Linked DNA regions of Gossypium arboreum: region 1 is linked to region 2. The links are chromatin contacts, called in public Hi-C maps. All regions are on one chromosome and are shown on one strand. The core of a region is the stretch at or near the end of the contact, and the rest is flanking DNA. Distances in the headings are between cores, read along the strand shown. Region 1 has its middle 6.1 kb from the start of LOC108475483. Region 2 holds the start of LOC108474824 (serine/threonine-protein phosphatase PP1 isozyme 2-like).

Region 1 (6,899 bases), core at 3,016-5,515, 260 kb before region 2:
AAAACTTGAAGTAATCACTATTAAAAGAGTTTTACATAAATACCATTCCAATTCAAATAAGATTAATATCATATCATAAAACAGATAAAACACATATAATTATAAAAATATGTATAAAAAGTTTCATTCAAATTTCAAATCCCTATTTTTGTTTCAACGGCAAGAGGTGAAGCTTTTAATTACATGCCCTAATAAAGATTTAATTAAATTTCTAAATTCATTTGAATTTAATTATGAGAAAAAATAATTCAAATAAACCTAACACAAATTTAAAATTTTACAATTTGATGTTAAAGAATTCAGTTTGAAATAATCAAATTCAAAACATTAATGTAAGATTATTGAAGATGATATTATTGAGAGACAACCATAAACCTCAAAAAATTAATTTTCATGAACTATAAAACCAACATCGAAGATTCATTAATTCTACCAAATAAATCAAGATTATTTGATTCGAAGAACACTTAAAAACTACTTAAGTCATGAGGTGAGGTGTGGTGTGGTGGCTATTCACCTCATTCCTTACGGCCAGTTTAGCATTGTTGAAGCACTTTTGGGACAAAAAATTAATTAAAAATATTATTAAACAAGATGCTTTTGAGCTTTAAGTACTTTTGAGACAAAAAATACTTTACAGAAACTTTTTTTTAACCATAAGCAGAAGCATAAATTTTTTATTTTTGCTCAAAAGTGTTTTGGAGTAACATTTTTAAGAAGCAACACTAAACAAAATTTTAATCATGTGATCGAAAATTCAATTCTTCTAATTGATAATATTACCTTAATTACTATAATGTAATAAAAAAATTACTTTAAAGTTGCGAAACCCAAACTTACTTACCCAATTACCACTTTTAATTTTAAATAATTAAAAAAATCCATAATTTCTAAAAAATTCTATCTTGAATTTTTTGTTCGCTAAAATTGAGTGTAGGGTTCCCTTAACATAGGCTCTAAAATTCACTTCCTTTTTTAATTACTTACCAGCATATAAAAAAGTATGGATATACAAACTGTTATTCCCAACTATATATATTAGATGACCCCACTTCCATCTTGGCAACAATTGTAGAGTAGAATTTGTAAGTAAATGACATGTAAGTCTAGATTTCTTAGCCATGGGAACCTACAATACTTTACTATTCACCTAACTTTTACATATCCATAAGTTTTCATCTTTTCTTGGATAATCTTTTTTATTCTTTTCTACATTTCACTCATCTAACGTTTTTAATGCTTCACCATTCGCAACATCCCTATTTTTATTTTTATAATCCTATTAAAATTATATCTTATTGTATAATTATATCGTTTTAAATTTTCTTAATTTTAATTCGACTAATATAAACATTTATGAGTCAGAAAATATCCATCCATAATACTAAATATATAAAAGTTTTTAAATATTTGCCAATTAATTCATTTCATTCTTCCATTTACTTGCATTATTACTAACCCACTATTTTGAACTTTGACTAAGATCATGGTAGTTGATTCTCTACCCAACATAAACTACAAATCGTATAGCATAGGCTTTGTTTCCTCTTTAATTCTGACTCATTCAATCCTCAAAGTATGAGGGGAGCTCGTATTTTGGTCATTCTATTGAAAACATAAGTAAATTAATTTTTATGTATTTTAAAACGTACAAAATGATCTTTTGATTAAAATTTTCTCTTAAATAATGATAAGAAAAATGCTAGAATTTTTTTGGTAAACTATAAAAATGATCACACAACTATGCCTTTTGTTCTATTTCAATCACTCAATTATTAATTTTTTTATTTAGTCAATAAAATTTTTGAAATTAATTGTTTTAGTCACTGTAAGATGATATGGGCATTTTTATTAGCCCAGTAACAAAATTAACCCTCTAATGTAAATTACACATTCTATCAATTTGATCCTAAATATAAAAAATGCAACAAATTTAGCCCTCGGTGTTTACAAAATTTTTCATTTTAGTTCTAATTCTAAAAAATTAATAAAATGTTTCCTCAATATTTTAAAAGTTATCAATTTAGTCCTAATTTTAAAATTAAAAAATTATTTTTAGCAATTTATAACCCATCAAATAGTCCACATGAAATATTAAAATAAAAAATCCTTTTTCAAGTCGCTTGAAACAATTTTTAACTATAATTTAAATTCACACTAAACCAAACCAATTAATTTGAAATCTATAAGAAATAATTGCTAACTTGAGATCCAATATTTAATAATTTCTTACAAAGTGATAACATTAAATTGGCTATTACTAACTTTATAAATACTTGGCCAATCCGATGGTTGTAATTCGCTGATCAAATTGGGAATCAACCACATCCAAAAGCATATAATAATCGCTTCACCAACAAAAATATTATAAGAAAAGAATTAAATATGAATTTCATTTTTTAAAATTAAAACGGAAAAAGAAAATTTGCACATGCAACAGCTGTTGATGAGAGAAGCTGTTTTACCTGCTTGTCAGTCTGGATATTATTATTATTATTATTTAAAAAATTACTGTTTTTTTTTTAAATAAAACAAAATTTCCTTCTTCTTTTTTTAATTCAAATTGTTTGCTTGTTTGGGTTTTGTTGTTGACTCTCTTGTAGGATTTGTAATTATATATATTTTTCAGTTTAAGTTGACCATTATCTTCCACATGAAAATGGTAATTACTTGTATACTTTTATATTGATTATCGCTTCAGTCACTTTTGCAAGTATATCGATTGGGGTGATTTTGAGTTGTTGGAGCTTGAATTTTGAAACACATTCTGATATTTAAATTAAATGAAAAACAACGCTGAACTCAAAATCTTAAATTACATGAAAGTATATGAAAGTTTAATCATTTATTACTCATGATTGGTGGAGGCTGATATCCTTCCTATGATAGAGTTGCTCGTATGGTCTTTTTGTTGATTTCAGTATTACTGTAAATGCTCGTGGTTATTATGTTTAGGTTTAATGATTATTTTTTAAATTTAATATTTTTGTAGAAAAAAATTGGGATATCTTGATATAATAATTGGATAATCATTAATATCATGTTTATTACTTGTATACATTTATTTATTATTTTCTTTTATAGTCTTCATATTTCATGATTGGAAAAAGAAGAAAAAAATAAAAAAACATGTATAACACGAATTTCTTGGTTAATAAAATGATCTTGTATGAGTGAGATGAAATGAGATACTTCTGTAAGATATAAATTGCTTAGAAAAAAAAACATTTTCCAAATGTTTAAACAAAATTAAAAGTAGAAAAAATAAACCTTAATTGAAGAGATGGGCTCTTTTAGGGATGGAGTCATGAAATTTTAAATTGTATATTTTATAATAGTAAAATATTATTTTATTATTTTAATATTTATATCTTTATAATTTTAAAAGATTAAATTAAATTTTATTATTTTTAAGGACTAAAATATAATTTTACTTTTACTAATTTAAATTTTTATAAATTTTAAAGGAGTCTAAATAAAAAACTTTCCTGAGGCCCTACGAAACCCTGGCTACACTTCTAATTTCTTTTTGAAAAAATATTTATTCAAAATTATTTCAAAAATAAATCAAATTTTTCAAAAGAAAAGAAAATAAGATATAAATGACATAGAATTGCCATGACTCGATATTTAATAGTAATATAAAATGGTTTAAAATGTGAAATTTTGATAAATAAAACTAAAATTATTCTATAACTTCTATTTTTAAAAATTTGAAGTCAAACTTTAAAATAAAAAAATAAAAGATAGAAAATTTTTATTAATTTTTAACTTATAAATATTGCAATTTAGATATTGATAGACGATGTATTTTTTAAATATTAATTGATTATAGGTTTTATTATTATTTTTATATAATGTCTAAAACTATGTATAATCTCTTCTCAACCTTTAAATAGGACGATAATATATTTTAGCGCATTCAAACTCACATTCTCCTGCATTTATAACAATGCTGATACCAATCGAGTTAAAACTCAATCGGCTTAATAGATAATATTTTTAAGGGCAAATTTAGAAGTAAAAATATTATTATAGTCTTTATATTATATCTCATATTGCATTTTAATTATTCTACTAAAAATAGACAAATCGATTCTTGTAAGGTACAAGAAAAGTCAAAATAGTATTTTGAAGGTCAAATTTGTTGTCATGCATTATATGTGAATTACCAATTTAACGAAATTGATGCTTATGCCAAGACAGTTAGAAAACAGCAAACCACAAAGTGACATGTGTACAAGAAAGGGCCAAATTTTGATGTATCAGATCACGTGAGAGCTCACGCTGGATTATGAAATCACGTGAGGTTCTGAGCTGGGAATCAATAAGAAATGTAAACAATTTTCACCATTATTTCTTTTCAACAAAAACAAATAAAATAAAATAAAATAAAATAAATACTGCAAAGAAAGAAATACGTTTTAAACATTGACTACACAAGGACTATCACGTGTTGTCACGTGCTTCTAGAACCGACTATTGCCACTTTCATTTTGAAGCACCTTCTTTCGGTCAAGCCAGTCAAAAGCTGAGAATGGACCATTTTTTGGATCCTTAAATTATTTTTCCTATAAAAATAATTATAAAAAATGTTATCATAAAAAAAATCAAATTAAAAATGTTACCCATTTTGTTAAGATAAAAAAATTATTGTTACATATAAAATTTTAATTTAATTTGTATGAATATTATTTTAATATATGAGAATATGAATTTGAGTATGTTAAAATGTATTATTCTCAAACACCACCATTAACGTATCTCCAACTATCAACGTCGGTATTCTAACACTAACAAGATGATAGAATTTGACTAATGTTAATAGATATGTAATCTAGAGAGAAATAATATGTTTGCTATCATATTTTGATTGAGATATTCTTTCTTATAATAAACTATGTTAATCTCATATAGGGTCAACATTTTTATTGAAAAGGTCTGTCCTTAAATTAAATTAATTTCATAATCTCACCTCTATAGCTAAATGGTACAATAGGTCTACATAGATTTTTTTTAAATATTAATTACATGTACGATTTTAATCACAAATATATAAATAACACATTTAAATAATTGTCATTAGACTTAACTATTATAAAATATTATTGAATTAATAATTAAAATATATTTAAGCTTAAATCAAAATAAATTTATATATGAACACACATAGTTAAATTTAAAGGTTTAGAGTAAAATAGTGAAAATAGTTGAACATGAGATTTTTTTTTATCAATAAAGGAACTACATATTGTTGAAATAACTTAAAGCATTGTTCAAATACATAGCACCTTCCTGCATATCAATAGTTAAAAGGGATTATTTAAACAGCTAGGAGGATTCATACATAAATAAAATTAAACATTGAATTGAGATGAGTCGGGTTGAAAATTACTTTCAAGTTAAGCTAAAGCATTGCATTTGTCACTTTCTCAAAAATCATGTTTGACAGGTACGACTTTGGGGTTTGTTTGGAGGTGCGATTGCCCAGGGCTTAAGGCTAAAAGGGATTTAAGATTTTTTTTTTTTTTTACTTTTAAAAGTAAAAAAAAAGTTACCAACTTTTAAGGGCCCAAAAATAAAATTTAGCTTTTAAAGGCTTAAAATTTTTTTTTTACCAACTTTTAAGGGACCTAAAAAAACTTTTCTTCAAACTTTTAAGGAGTCTAAAACTCTATTTTATTATTTTGCCTAAGATGCAAAACTATCAAGAACGGGCTTGATGTTTGAGCAAATTAAAAGTCATATTGTAAAAAAACATCCTGCACTTATCAATCAAAGGAGATAAGATAATGTTAAAAGTATCCACAAGAATAATGGAAGTGGCATCCACTTCTATTTCAAGATTGTTTATATTCAAATTTCTAGCCACTAGCCGTTAAAAGATAGTCTCGTCACCAGAATGATTTCTAATGAGAGCTCTAGCCTCGGCTCTCCCAGGATTACCCAAAGACAAACCATCAATATTAAGTTTAAACTAATCCACTGTAGGTGATTTCTGAAAATTTTGAATAAAAGAAAGTAGCTCTCTCTAACTCACTGCAATAGAAAGGGCAAAAAACTTTCTAGCCGTAAAGAAAACTCTATCAAAAAGATGTTTCTTAAGGTGGTCATTTCTGAAAATCAACACGTTTTGAATAAGCCAAGTCTCCCATAAGATGAAAGCAAAAATGACATTCCAAGAGATTTCAAGGTTTAATGACCCGAACTTTGGAAGAGAGATCTACAACAAGCCAATCCTCCCAATTACCTCCAGTAGAGAGGGGATTTGGGCAGAAGAGTGAATAGAGCACCCGGAGCTGCAAGTAACTTGACATTCTCTTGGGCATTTAAACGTAGGAGTCCTTTTTATAGACTTAACTATTTGTTATAAGTTGAATTCTTATATAAAATTATTTTTTTACTAAATATTATATCTTTACATAACACAATTATTGGACTCACATTTTATTTATTCGTTAAATCATTAAAAATATATTATTTTATATTATTTATTTTGAAAGTAATGCGAATCGAATAAATCAATATCACTATAAACAAACATAATTAATGATTGACTTGTTTAAGCTTGATGGCCTGCTTAAAATTTAGAAGGGTTTAGTAAAAGAATACTATGCTCTAAAAATATACTTAGAGAAAAAAAATAAGACTGCGTTTAAAAAATGGGCTAGGATCAAACTTGTATATTCAAGGACTAAGCCTGACCCAATTTGACCCGTTTTCTAATTTTGTAATATATAATATAATGAGATTTACAAGACAAAAACCAATAAATCCATAATAATATATAATATTATAATGTAAACATTAGAAAACAATATTTTAAATAAAAATAAAATTAATGTAAATAAAAAATAATGGAAATATTTTTAAAAATATATAAAATTATTATATTTTAA
Region 2 (6,704 bases), core at 2,833-5,332:
GGCGTGGCACACATGTAGATTGCCACATTTGCGATTAATTAATTGTTTAAATATAAAAATTCAAAGAAAGTATAAAAATTATAAAAAATTTATTTTAATATTTTTAATTTTAAAAAATTAATTATTCGCTAATGTGACATCTACGTGGCAATCTACGTATATGTCACATCAACAAAGTTAACAGATGTTGACTTTTCGATCCATTTTAAGCTGATTTAACAAACAATACAAGTTTAATATTAATAAACAAAAAATTAAAATAATTTTTTTTATAAAATTGAAGAGGCAAATAAATCATGACAAAAAAAAAACACTTAGTCAATTTAAACATGAATGGAACAAATTAAAGCAGCAAGGGAAAATTTACGTACCAGTGATAAGATTTAAATCACAAGCCACGATTGCTTCATCCTGCCTGAAAGGCTGACCAGATTGAAGGATTGGAATCCTTGTTCCATGTCCACTGAAGTAGAAAAACAAGACATCCTTTGGTTTAGCCTTTTTCGCCATTTCATTAAGTGTGCTTAATGCTTGCACCTGTAGCCAGAAGAACCGGCGTCGAGCCTGGTGCATCAGTCAAGACCTGAACATTGCTTGCTTTCATGAAATCCTAATTTTCCCTCAACCACACTTTTGATGCGATTCACATCGTTACGCATCCCTGCAACTTGAATTCGGTGTTGGGACAATTCATCCTACAAGAACAGCTCTCTTCATCCTACAAGGACCAAGACACTGCCTATCTATCCATCACCACCCTGTCTTTACAAGTTACAATTTGAAAATACAATTGACTTGTTTGATAAAATTATTACTTTACACTATTTGTATTAATGTATTTGATTAAATTAGTGTCATTAATCAGGTTTAAATTCAGTTGTAAAATTATCAAAAGTTCATTCTTTTTATTAAGTAACAGATATTATTTTGAGGGTATATAAGTCTTTCTAATATTTCGATGGATCATAAAAATACATATACATGGTAGAAACCATGGGACTTAAGCACAAAACATCCTCAATGTTATCATTTCAACCAAAGCTACATTTAATTTTTATATCAATTTTTTATAAATTTGTTGCATAATTTTTTTACTCATATTGTAAGTGTATCGTAATCTAGTGTATGTATATATATGTATATATATATATATATAATAATCTTATTATAGGTTTTGTTGCTGTCTGAGGGACGTTGGTTCGAGTGAGCTGAAGTGCATTATCCTCTTATTTATGGGCTGGAGAGGGACTATTGGTAGTTTTAAGCATTGTGTCAAAAAGATCAATTATGATCATAGGCTATAATGAGATTATTTTAAAAAAAGTACACAAGAGAAAACAAACATCCCACACACTAAACAAAAAAATAAATTATCCACAAGATTATTTAAAAGATATTACAATAAGATCATCTCAATCTAAATATATAAAACCGAAGTTTAATAAATAAAACATATGCATATAGTTGTGATTGTGAAGCTTTTAAAAATTGTCTTTTTTTTCTTTAATTTGTTTGTTATATAATTTTTTTCTTTTTTTATTTATTAATTTTGGTACTCTAAATTTTAAAGTTTCTCATTTACCTTGTTTAAATTTGGTTAGTAAAAAATTTAATGTGGATCCTTGGTTTTTCTGCTGCAGGTGGTGTGCTGCGTAACAATAAAGGGGAGTGGATCCTTGATTTTTCTCACTTCTTGGGGAAATGTTCTGTCGCGACTACTGAACTATGGGGCTTGCTAGATGGTTTGCTCATCGCTCAAAAACAAGACTATAATGAGGTAATCATTCGTTCAGATAATCTTGAGAATGTGATCTTGATTAGTGGAAGCAAGGCTGGTGGTTCTAATAATGCACTTATTAAGAGGATACAACAAATTTTGGCTTCGGAAGAAAATTGGTTCTTGACTTATGTTCCTAGAGAAACCGATCGGGTTGCTGATGTTTTGGCTAAAATATCCCTATCAAATGGTTCCTCCCTGCGTATCTTCGAGTCTCCTCCTTCCAGGATAAAAGATATTTTGTAGAATGATAATTTTGTTGATAACTCTCTCATGAATCATTTTATGTAATCAATTGTTTTGTTTACCAAAAAAAAATTATGTTGGTTAAAATAATAATTTTATCTATTTTTAACATTATTCATTCACCTATCGGTGCAACCAGAATTTGTTAGAATGAACCAGTGCAATCATCACAAGCCAAAATTTACACCAATGTAAAAAATAGAATCGGTCGTTTCGATTTATTACTGAAATGGTGCGGACCAACTAATGCAACCGAAACCGACTACATTGTTCGGCAAACCTCACGCTAGAAAATTACTAAAAACATATTGGACAAAATAAAAACCACAAAAAAAATGTTACAGAAACCGCAACCAGTAACTTACTCGAAGACCGATGTTGTACATAAAACAAAATTTTAATTTGAAAAAAATTGAGTAGATAAGTTTTTCTACGAAAAGAAAAGGAGAATAAGACTAAATGATTTCAAATTTAAGTAATTTAGATTTGATATTAAAATTATTTGAATTTCAAACTTTGAATTTAAGATATTTCAAATCTAACTTCTTATTATTTTTTAAATCAAATGAGATTAAAATTAAATTCAGTAAAGCATTTGAATGCTTCCTTTTGACACTTTTTTTCTTTTGGATTTTAAGTCTTATAATCCCTATTGTAATTCTCTAATCAAGTTTATTTTTATTGATTAAGTTTAGATTATTCATATGAAAATTGTAATAAATTAGGAAAATGATGATAATATATGTTTTGAAAAACCATATAAAATACAAAAGATCATATTAATTAAACCATGTTGTTATATATACTGTAGTTGAATATTTAATTGAAATTAAAAAACAAATTAGTGCAATTAAATTCATGATCAATGTGGAGTTGACAATTTTAGACCACAAGTCACACAAAGGTGTCGTTAATAATTAGGTAAAGATTATCTTTGACTTAAAATAGAAGGTCGTTCCAAAATAATAAATAAATGAAAAACCCAGTTTTGGTAAAACAATGAACATGTGGGCAACTTCATTGCCTCATATTCTAAATTATTATACTAAGCATTAAACAATTGGAGTCCTTCCTCAGCTTCAACTATCGGCTTTTGCCACTTGCCATTCTGTCCTATGGCCCCGCCTATATGAATATGCATGTTTTATTTTTTATAATCAAGGAATCTTTTGCTTCCGGTTTATAATCTATGAATATTAATCTTTTCCATATTTATGTACAATATTGATTTTTAATAAAAACTAAACTGGGAAATTTTTTTGAAGCGCTTGAAAGTTTAATTTTTATAATTTTTCTATTATCAGTTTATAACGTTATAATTTCAAGAGGGACTAATTACAATCTCGGTTGAAATGTAATTTTACTAATTCAGAGGGACTAAAACACCCCATTTTAAGAGGTCGAAGGCCTTAGCTTCCCCTCTAAATTTGCCTCCGGCTTTTGGTATGGTTTTTGAATCAATTTAGACAAGCCGATCAATCTAGGAATCAGTCCATTGAGGGGCACTAAATTAATTGCCCTGCGAATTAATACGGGCCAATTGAACTTACTTTTTTTAATATTTTTTAATAAATTTTAGTGATTTATTTTACTAAACCCTAAACATTTATAGGGAATATGCATTTATCGGTTGGTAGATTTAATAGATTATAATTAGTTCTATTCAAATTTGGTTTGTATCTATTGAAAAATTAAAAATTATGCTTAAAAAAGTGTTTAATTATACTCCATTCTTTATACTCTTTATAATATTTTTAATTTAATATTTTTAATCGATTTCTTCTGTTAAGTTTAAATATATGTTATCAATTAGATTTTAATTTTTAATATTAAAATACTACATATTCAAAATCTAACTGAAATTGTTATCATAGTAATCAATTGGATTTTCATTTTCAAATCAATCAAACAAGTGACTAAATTATTAAAAATAAAAACAAAGGACTAGATTTCAAAATTCAAAAACTATAGATGCTAAAAATAAAATTAAACCTTTCCAAGCCATGTTTTTTGTGATTACAACAATTCACATATCTATTATATGATTGAACTGTAAATATACCATGGAACTTTCTACATTTAAATCCTAATTTTTCCATTATCATCATCTTCTTCTTCTTCTTTTTATCTAGTGCATTATTTTTTTTTCTTAGGGGTCCATTTTTTCACCTACTTCGCACACTCTTTTGCTTTATCTAGTTTTTCAATTTTGTTTTTGAAATTCTAAGTCATTTTCTTTATATAACCCTCTCTTCTTATTCTTCTTATCAATCCTTTTAGCAAACAACTTTGAAAGAATATATTCTCATGGTTGCTTTTTGATTTCAAGAACCAACAATCAACCATTCTTTTTCTGCACCATGAACAACCATTTTATTCTTTCTTTCTTTTTTTTAATAAAATAAATATTCTTTTTTCACTTTCACTAGAAAATCATAACATGTAATAGGTGGTAGTAGAATGAAACCCTTCTTTGAATTTTAATCTCCTTGTTAGCTTTCTCTTCTTCTTGCTTGGTGACTATGGAAACTAGGGTTCTTGATGGTATAATCAATAGGTTGCTTGAAGTTAGAGGAAAACCAGGGAAGCAAGTCCAACTTTCTGAGCCTGAAATAAGACAGCTTTGCCTTGTTTCTAAAGACATCTTCTTGATGCAGCCCATTTTCTTAGAGCTTGAAGCACCTATTAAGATCTGTGGTATCTCTTTTTCTTTTTACTCTGTTTTTTTCTTCATTTTAATTTTCATTTCTATGTTGATTTTGATCCTTTTTTAGATGGGTTGCTTATAGTTTGTGTTTGAACATGGAAAGTACTTGTCTTTTTGGTGCGTCTTGCTGTGTGTTCACTGAAATGTTCTAAATTAGACACCCTATAACCTGTTTGTTTTCTACTACACCTTTTAAAGGTGACTGCATGAACCAGTTAAACTAAATTTGAGTATCTATGTCTTAAAGGAGACATACATGGCCAGTATTCGGATCTGTTAAGGCTGTTCGAAAATGGCGGCTTCCCTCCTCGTGCCAATTACTTATTCTTAGGAGACTATGTAGATCGTGGCAAGCAAAGCCTGGAAACCATATGTCTTCTCCTTGCATACAAGATCAAATACCCTGAAAACTTCTTCCTTCTAAGGGGCAACCACGAATGCGCGTCCGTGAACCGCATCTACGGATTCTACGACGAGTGTAAACGAAGGTTCAATGTCCGGCTCTGGAAAGCATTCACCGATTGTTTCAACTGCCTTCCCGTCGCGGCCCTGATCGAAGAAAAGATATTCTGCATGCACGGTGGACTGTCCCCAGAGCTTCGCAATTTAGACCAGATTCGAAACTTGAAACGGCCTACTGATGTCCCAGAATCCGGCTTACTATGTGATCTCCTATGGTCTGATCCTAGTAAAGATATCCAAGGCTGGGGGCCTAATGATAGGGGTGTTTCATACATATTTGGTGCTGATAGGGTGCTTGATTGTCTAAAAAAACTTGATCTTGATCTAATATGCCGTGCACACCAGGTTCAATAATGCAGCTCACATCAAATTTATTCAGTATAAACTCGTATAGTCTCTCGCTAAACTGAATCTATATGGTTGTTTGCTTGCAGGTTGTCGAAGACGGATACGAGTTCTTCGCCAACAGGCAACTCGTAACCATATTTTCAGCACCGAATTATTGCGGAGAGTTCGACAATGCTGCCGCCATGATGACTGTAGATGAAACATTGATGTGTTCTTTCCAAATATTAAAGCCTGCAGATAAGAAACCGAAATTCGGGTTCGGGACATTCACATCAACTAAGTCTCCTACACCTCCATCTAGAATCAAGGTATACATAAATTAACGTACTCGTGTCAGATACATATTATATCCGAAATCAATAGTGTCCTTACTTTGTTCTTTGAATCTTTGTTTTGGCAGTCATTTCTTGGAGCCATGGTATAATGATCGCTACAATTGGATATGGGAAGAATTGCAAAGTAAAAACTGGAAATCTGGTGATTTCTAGGAGCATTTTTATGATTGGTATAAGGTAAATTTGAAGTAGTTTTTTTTTTTTTTTTTCAGCGTATTGACCCTTTTGTAAAATAATAGTTTAACAGAGTCCCCCTCTGTTCCTCTTCTTTCATCTCTGTATTTAAGCTTTTGGGTTTTTGTATTGTAATCAATGAATGAAAATGAAAAGAGGCATTGGTGACTATTTGCAGCAGTTAGTAAATCCATAAGCTTCTTGATCTTTTTGTCTCTATATTTTGATTTAGTTAATCTTTTTCAAATTTTGAAAATTTAGTCTTTAACTCAAATGGTAGCATTTAAATAAGTTAGATCAAATTTTACTATTTGTCTCATACTATATATAAATTGGAGATTTAGTCTTTGTTCTCTAAATTTATTATTTTTTATTTTTATACTTTTTCGAATTTTAAAATTTTAGTCCTGATTCAAACGATCATTGTTAAATTCGTTAACTAAAATGATGTGGCTTTTATATGAGAATTATGTAAAAATAGCAATATGGCATGGCATTACACATGTGATGATATATATTTGTCGAATAAGATTTTGAAAATAGTAGAATTTAGGGATAATATATGCAGAGGTACCTAAATTTAATAACTTGTACTTACTTGGTACCTAAACTTGGAAACCGTAAGTCAGTTTGATATTTTTTTAGGTATCTGACT

The links. A called contact is a pair of places that touch in the nucleus more often than the background predicts.
Region 1: a Hi-C map of leaf shows a contact between it and region 2, with 2.2 times the contacts expected there. The contact joins the enhancer-like site here to the promoter of LOC108474824 in region 2. A contact is called at or near these places in 2 of 5 Hi-C or Micro-C datasets (both in leaf).

Annotation. Positions count from the first base shown.
Region 1 is chr3:134,153,782-134,160,680 of ASM2569848v2, reverse strand. No RefSeq gene overlaps it. Among protein-coding and RNA genes, the nearest start is that of LOC108475483, 6.1 kb to the left of the region's middle. Within about 2 kb of position 4,265, at least 1 of the 2 cell types and tissues checked has an H3K27ac peak or open chromatin away from gene starts, as enhancers often do. A contact at or near this core is called in leaf, where this site is marked.
Region 2 is chr3:133,898,460-133,905,163 of ASM2569848v2, reverse strand. It overlaps LOC108474824 (serine/threonine-protein phosphatase PP1 isozyme 2-like), which reads left to right and starts at 4,082. Exons shown (of 4, transcript XM_017776847.2): 1 at 4,082-4,720; 2 at 4,978-5,537; 3 at 5,627-5,848; 4 at 5,941-6,238. The coding sequence starts at 4,546. The coding sequence ends at 5,964.